Regions from separate parts of the Mus musculus genome. Here region 2 is linked to region 1. A link is a contact called in public promoter capture Hi-C data. All regions are on one chromosome and are shown on one strand. Each heading gives the region's core, a stretch centred on a gene start, on an enhancer-like site or on the middle of the called end of the contact. The rest is flanking DNA. Distances are from core to core; before and after follow the strand shown. Region 1 holds the start of Mcm3ap (minichromosome maintenance complex component 3 associated protein). Region 2 holds the start of Syde1 (synapse defective 1, Rho GTPase, homolog 1 (C. elegans)).

Region 1 (2,832 bases), core at 280-2,779:
AAGCACCATTTACTACCAATTCATTCCCCAAAAGGAGTATTCCCATTTCTTCTGCTAACAATGGGGGAAGCTATTTAGACAATGTGGTTCCTTGTAGCTATCTATCGCAAGGGAATCTGTTGATAATGCTTACCAGTTTTTACTTTTCTGTCCAAGCATTTACTACTGAGGTACACTTAAAACTGCAGACACTCTTATTTGAATTTCCTGAGGGCACTGAGTTAGTGAGAGTGGTCCCTGCATAGAGGAATTGTGATGTTTAGGGCTAGACATACTTAATGGGTCTATGTCATATTGCTTCATTTCTGTTTTTTATTTGCTTGTTTTTGAGATAGAGAGGATTTTTTTTTGGACCGAGTTTCTCTTTGTAGCCCTGGCTGTCCTGTTAATCACTCTGTAACACCAGGGTGGACTTGAATTCAGAGATCTGCTTTTCTCTGCCTCCCAAGCATTAGGACTAAAGGTGTGTGCCACCACTGCCACCCGGCTGAGAAAGGGGCTTCTTATGTGGCTTTTGTCTGGCCTTAAACTAACCAGGCAGACCAAAGGTGGCTTTGAACTCACAAAGATTCGACTGCCTCTGCCTCTTGGATAGATGGGATTAAAGGCATGCACAGTCACACCAGGCTAGACTTCAGTGCATTTCCAGAAAACTTCAAAATCAAAGATAACCAGATCTGTAATGTAATTAACAGGAACTATTCTGGAAGGAAGGTAAGCTGTACGAGAAGAACATATATACATACATATATATTTATTTTAAATATGAGGTATACATATTTACCTCATGAAATGAGAAAGAAAGCACGTCAGTTGGGACATTTTTATTCCTGTAGATCCTATTAATGTTCTGAATAGTCTTGTTGTCAACACAGATGATCCCCAGGTCAAATTTCTTCACTCCTAAGATACTCCTGACTAAATCCATCTTCCTGCGAAGTGGCACTCTTCTGATGGGGACCACCCGCTGCAGATTTTTAATCACCAAACTCATTTCGGGAAGAACACCCAGCCCTTTAAAAAAAAAAAAAAATGGTTGGAAGGAACCTGTGGTTAAAGTTCGAGAAAAGACCCGTAACTACTAGAGAGTGATAAGTTATGTAAAAACACACACGCGCTCACAATAAAACTTTATTTGATGGGATTTATCTGGTGGCAATGCTAAGGGAAATCACCTTTATTTACCCTAGGAAACTAATAAACAGGGTAGACTGGGCACAACGTGCAGAATAAGGCAAGTGGTTTGGGGCGGTTGCAATGGTGCAGGACCAGGTGAGGATGAGTGTGGGTGAGCAAATGGGGTCGCTGTGGGTCCAGCGTCTCTCGGGCACTCAGGCTGGAGGATCCACGCACGAACGAGGGGCTTCCACGCCGCACAATGCGGGATCGCCGTGCACTTACCGAATCCGACCGTGAAGAAGGTCGGGGGTCTGGCGGGCCGCCTGCCGGAAGATCAGCAGCAGCACACCCCAGAGAGCGGAAGCCGGATGCGGAGGACCGGAAGTTGGTCCTACAAATTTGATGTCCGTAGCGCACACCCAAGAGCCCGCTCCAGTGGCCGGTTTGTTGCGGTGCGGTGGGCCCGGTAGAGGCTGCACGCAGACTGTGGGCGAGCACAAGCGCTGGCGACAGTGGCCGTATCTGGCGGACTTGCTCCTCCCTCCGCGGCCTCCGCTGTCCCTTGTGTCTTTGCCGAGTTGCTGAAGGCCTTCACTAGTCTTCGCTCGAAGGCGTCTGTTAACCTAGCGGCCGGCTTCCGGAGTGTTAAGCATCGGGGATAAAAAGCTATTATTTCTAGACCAGGGCATCGCAAGTTCGAGTTACCGGGAGAAAAATGAGATGGTAGGAACCCAAAGCAGTAACATTTTAAATTACGGTTTTTGTGTTTTTATTTATTTATTTATTTATTTTGCCTTGGAGATCGCAAGAATCTGATAAGTGATGTGTTCCCGTCTTATTACTGAGGTTTTGTTTGTTTGTTTGTTTGCTTGTTTTTTCCCCGAGAAGGTATCAATTGAATAAAATGCTTTGCATTTTTATTTTAATCATAACGGATCAGGCTTCACCTAAGCCTGCTGGAGCACACCTGTGGTCCCAGCAGAAGGGAGACCGAGGCAGAAGAAAGGAACTTAAGGTTGTGCTTGATTGTAGTAAGCTTGAGGCAAGCCTGGGCTAAGCGAGACCTTGTCTTTTTTTTTTTTTTTTTTTTTTGGTTTTTCGAGACAGGGTTTCTCTGTATAGCCCTGGCTGGCCTGGAACTCACTTTGTAGACCAGGCTGGCCTTGAACTCAGAAATCTGCCTGCCTCTGCCTCCCGAGTGCTGGGATTAAAGGCATGCGCCACCAAGCCCGTTTTACGAGACCTTGTCTTTAATGAAAAGAAAAAGAAAAAAAAATCTTTAAACCTCCCTTACACCATAATCCATTTCTAATACCCTGTGTCCAAAACCTGTTGATCTGTGAGTGGTCGGCGGCCCGTTGTGCCCTTGCCTTTTAAATAATTGTCTTAGAATTTCTGTGATTTAAGAGTTGGAGCAAAATATGCTGTGATGTCCTAACCTTTTTTTTTTTTTCCAGGTCATCCTGAGGATGAAGGAGAGCTTCCCCTGGCAACAGATAATTTAAAGAGGAGAGCTACTTGTGTATAGTCCATATTTATTGCCTTCAGATAATTGGCTTGAAGATGCACCCGGTGAACCCCTTCGGAGGGCAGCAGCCCAGTGCTTTTGCGGTATCTTCCAGCACCACGGGAACATATCAGACTAAATCACCATTTCGATTTGGCCAGCCTTCCCTTTTTGGACAGAACAGCACACCCAGCAAGAGCCTGGCG
Region 2 (2,920 bases), core at 72-2,571, 2.1 Mb after region 1:
CCATGTCTTGTTTATGAGGAGATTCAGTATTATCATATTCTCTTCTCGACCCCCTTCCAGCTTGGAGCTCAGTGTGAGAAGCAACTTTAGACAATAGGATCTGTAGCCCTGCTCAAGGCCCTAGTAGCTGCTGCTGGGAAGGCAGGGCAGGGAACGCTGGTTTCTTTTTCATTCAGCACCCTTTTCCCATTTCCCAAATCCTGCCCACAAGTTCTCTTGGATCTTGCCCCTCAGCCCAAGCCAGATTTCTACAGTCAGTGCCCCGTTACCCCGCCCCCCTTATCTTGGCTCTACTTTCTCTGACATCATGGTCGATTTCCTGTGTGTGTTTATGTGTGGGCACCCGGATCCCTTCTCTGGCCCTGGGACCCTTGGGATGCCCTGGGAACGGCCCGGGAGGAAGAGTCAGGTCCTTGGTATAGTGGCCTCCCTCCTTTAACTGCTTCCTTCCGAAGCCCCCTACCCATACAGCTTTCGTTCCTTTCCATTTCATTCTTGCTGTCTGTGGACCCCCAGATTTAAGGATCTTCTATTTCCACCCTTTGGCCCTCTGTTTCAGGTCTCTGTCATCAGTAGCATAGTCCAGAGGATTGTTTAAAGTCAGTTCACAGGCCCGGGACAAATCACCCAACAACCACGTGCCTCAGTTTCTCTGTCTTAATAAACAGGACGGTTTCTTGGGGCTGGCCACAGTAGGTGCGGCTGCAGCCTCTGGAGCGATGGTGGCATGGAATTGGGGAAAAGACTGCAATAATAAATATAACCCCGCACGACCTCTCTTTAGTACAGGAGTGTGTACCCAGGAGAGGTGCCCACCACCCAGCCATGTCGATGCCACACAGCTGTCCTCACCTCCCGCCCCTGCCCCGCCACTCTCTGGGCGCCCCTTCGAGGCCCCATTTCCTGTCAGGGGTGAGGCCCCCCTGCGGGGCCTTGCAAGGATCCCTGGGGCTGGCATCTCAGGCCAGCTGCACATAACGGTCCGTGCCCCCCGCCCCAGCCCCCCAGCCTTACAAAGATCCGGTGCATATTCCTCTCTTGCATCAGGGCTCGCTCCCGGCTTACCCACTAGGTCCCGCTGCGTACCCTACCGGGGACCTGGGGATCTGAGGCTGAGTGGGGCTCCCTTCTCTTACTTTCCGAGAGTCCCCGCACTCACCGCGGTCCTTGGCTTCTGACTTTTTTCGAGGAAGTTTCTCACGACCCCGCAGGCGGGAGAAGGTCTTCCTGAGCAGCGGCTCGGCCATGCTTGGGCCGCGGCCGGCCGAGTGCGCGCCCCGGGGCTGCGGCCGCCCGCCCCGCCCGCCTACCCCCCCCCCCCCACCGGCCCGCTCCAGCAGGAAGCGCATTCCGGGAATGCTTGGCCTTAACTTTTTTTTTTTTTTTTTCTTTTCCTTTCCCGCGGCCCGAGCAGGCGATGCTGGGAGATGTAGTCGCCTGGGGCCGGGAGGGGACATGATGGGGTGCTGGGCTGATCTAACTCTTCAACTATGAATGTCATGGCATAGGCTGGGCCCCCCATAACCATCCTCCTTGTGTGATGGCATGCAGCACATTCTGTCGGCTCCCCCAAACCGCATCCAAGGCACACATCAGCTCATGTCTTTCCTCCTGTCCGTCCATCCATCCCCACATCACCCAGTACCTCGACCACGATCTTTCCTTGGGAACCCCAAATGCCCCCAACTCAAGTTACTATTGCTGCTTATTGACCCTCAAGCTTAGTGGTTTCAGACAGCCGGGATGCTCACTGTCAGGAACATGGACGCGATATAGACGATGCAGTCTGCTGATCTCTACTCAGTCGAGAACACAGCAAGGATAGGTGTATCTCGAAAGTAAGTGGTGAAATCGGAGGTTGTATTATTATTTTTTATTTAGTACTGAAATACCGGAGGCTGGACAACTTTCTAAAGTAGACTGAGTTCATGTTGATGTCCTAGCAGCACTCCTTAAGACAGGAAGAGAAAAAAAAATCTTAGGTTTGGGCTGATTCTTACAACTTAAGTTTACTTTTTATTATGAATATGTGTGTGCTTCTGTGTGTATGGCACATGGATCGGGGTGTGTGTGTGGGTGCCCAGAAACGGCTGGGAAACAAGCACTTTTAACTGCTAATTTGGTCTCACAGAACCGTCTTCTGAAGGCCAACTCCCGCCGATAGGCTCCTTTCACCATGACTAGCCTATTAACAGGGCCACATAGAGGACTAAACTTTCAACACATGAACTGTGGCACAACTAAAGTTCAGGTCTCTTAACTGGTGCCAGACACAGGCTGGACCTCCACTGGGATAGTGGACTAAGCACCTATGTGGACACCTCTGTGTCCTTGGCTTCCTCCCAGTTCAGTAGTTTTGTGGTAATTGGTGGGTATGCAGGCGTCTAAAAGTTAAGAGTGCAGATGAGTAGAAGGAAGACCTGCCCAGCTTTGCTTATCCAGGCACATGTGGGAGGAGAAACTGTGGTGCTGCAATAGTTTGAAAAGATCTAGTACATTCTAAGAGACTGGAACTTTTGCTAGACCTTACAGCCAGAGATAATACCACACCTGGAAGTCACCCACGACTGCTAGCCTCCTATGTACTCATTGAGTAAGAGAACAATGTAGCAATCAACTCTACTTGTTTTGGATTTCCCATGCAATCAACTTCTTACAACCTATAATGTAATGCATACCTGGACTCTTAGATTAGGTACTCTTCCCGGCCCCTCACTCAGATAATGCACACGAAAGCAACACTTGCAGAAGCAGAAGCAACTTTCTACCAAAAAAACGTCGAAAGTATCCATTTACAGAAATTAGTTGATAAACAGTGATGCTTGTTATCTGTGTCAATTAGAGACAGATGGAGCTAGCAATTTAATCCCTTGTAAAACTCTGTTAAAGACTTCTGTAAAGTATCCCATTATGTGCTGTT

Evidence for each region. Promoter capture Hi-C pulls out the DNA fragments that hold promoters and counts their contacts.
Region 2: a contact with region 1 is called in a promoter capture Hi-C map of pre-B cells. The contact joins the promoter of Syde1 here to the promoter of Mcm3ap in region 1. A contact is called at or near these places in 1 of 39 promoter capture datasets (pre-B cells) and 1 of 9 other capture datasets (liver).

Annotation. Positions count from the first base shown.
Region 1 is chr10:76,467,373-76,470,204 of GRCm38.p6, forward strand. It overlaps Mcm3ap (minichromosome maintenance complex component 3 associated protein), which reads left to right and starts at 1,530. Exons shown (of 29, transcript NM_019434.3): 1 at 1,530-1,842; 2 at 2,577-2,832. The coding sequence starts at 2,683. It overlaps Ybey (ybeY metallopeptidase), which reads right to left and starts at 1,742. Exons shown (of 5, transcript NM_172550.4): 1 at 1,402-1,742; 2 at 785-1,014. The coding sequence starts at 994.
Region 2 is chr10:78,590,643-78,593,562 of GRCm38.p6, forward strand. Syde1 (synapse defective 1, Rho GTPase, homolog 1 (C. elegans)) reads right to left here and starts at 1,322. Exons shown (of 8, transcript NM_027875.1): 1 at 1,160-1,322. The coding sequence starts at 1,247. Gm30346 (a long non-coding RNA gene) reads left to right here and starts at 1,399. Exons shown (of 3, transcript XR_380602.2): 1 at 1,399-1,838.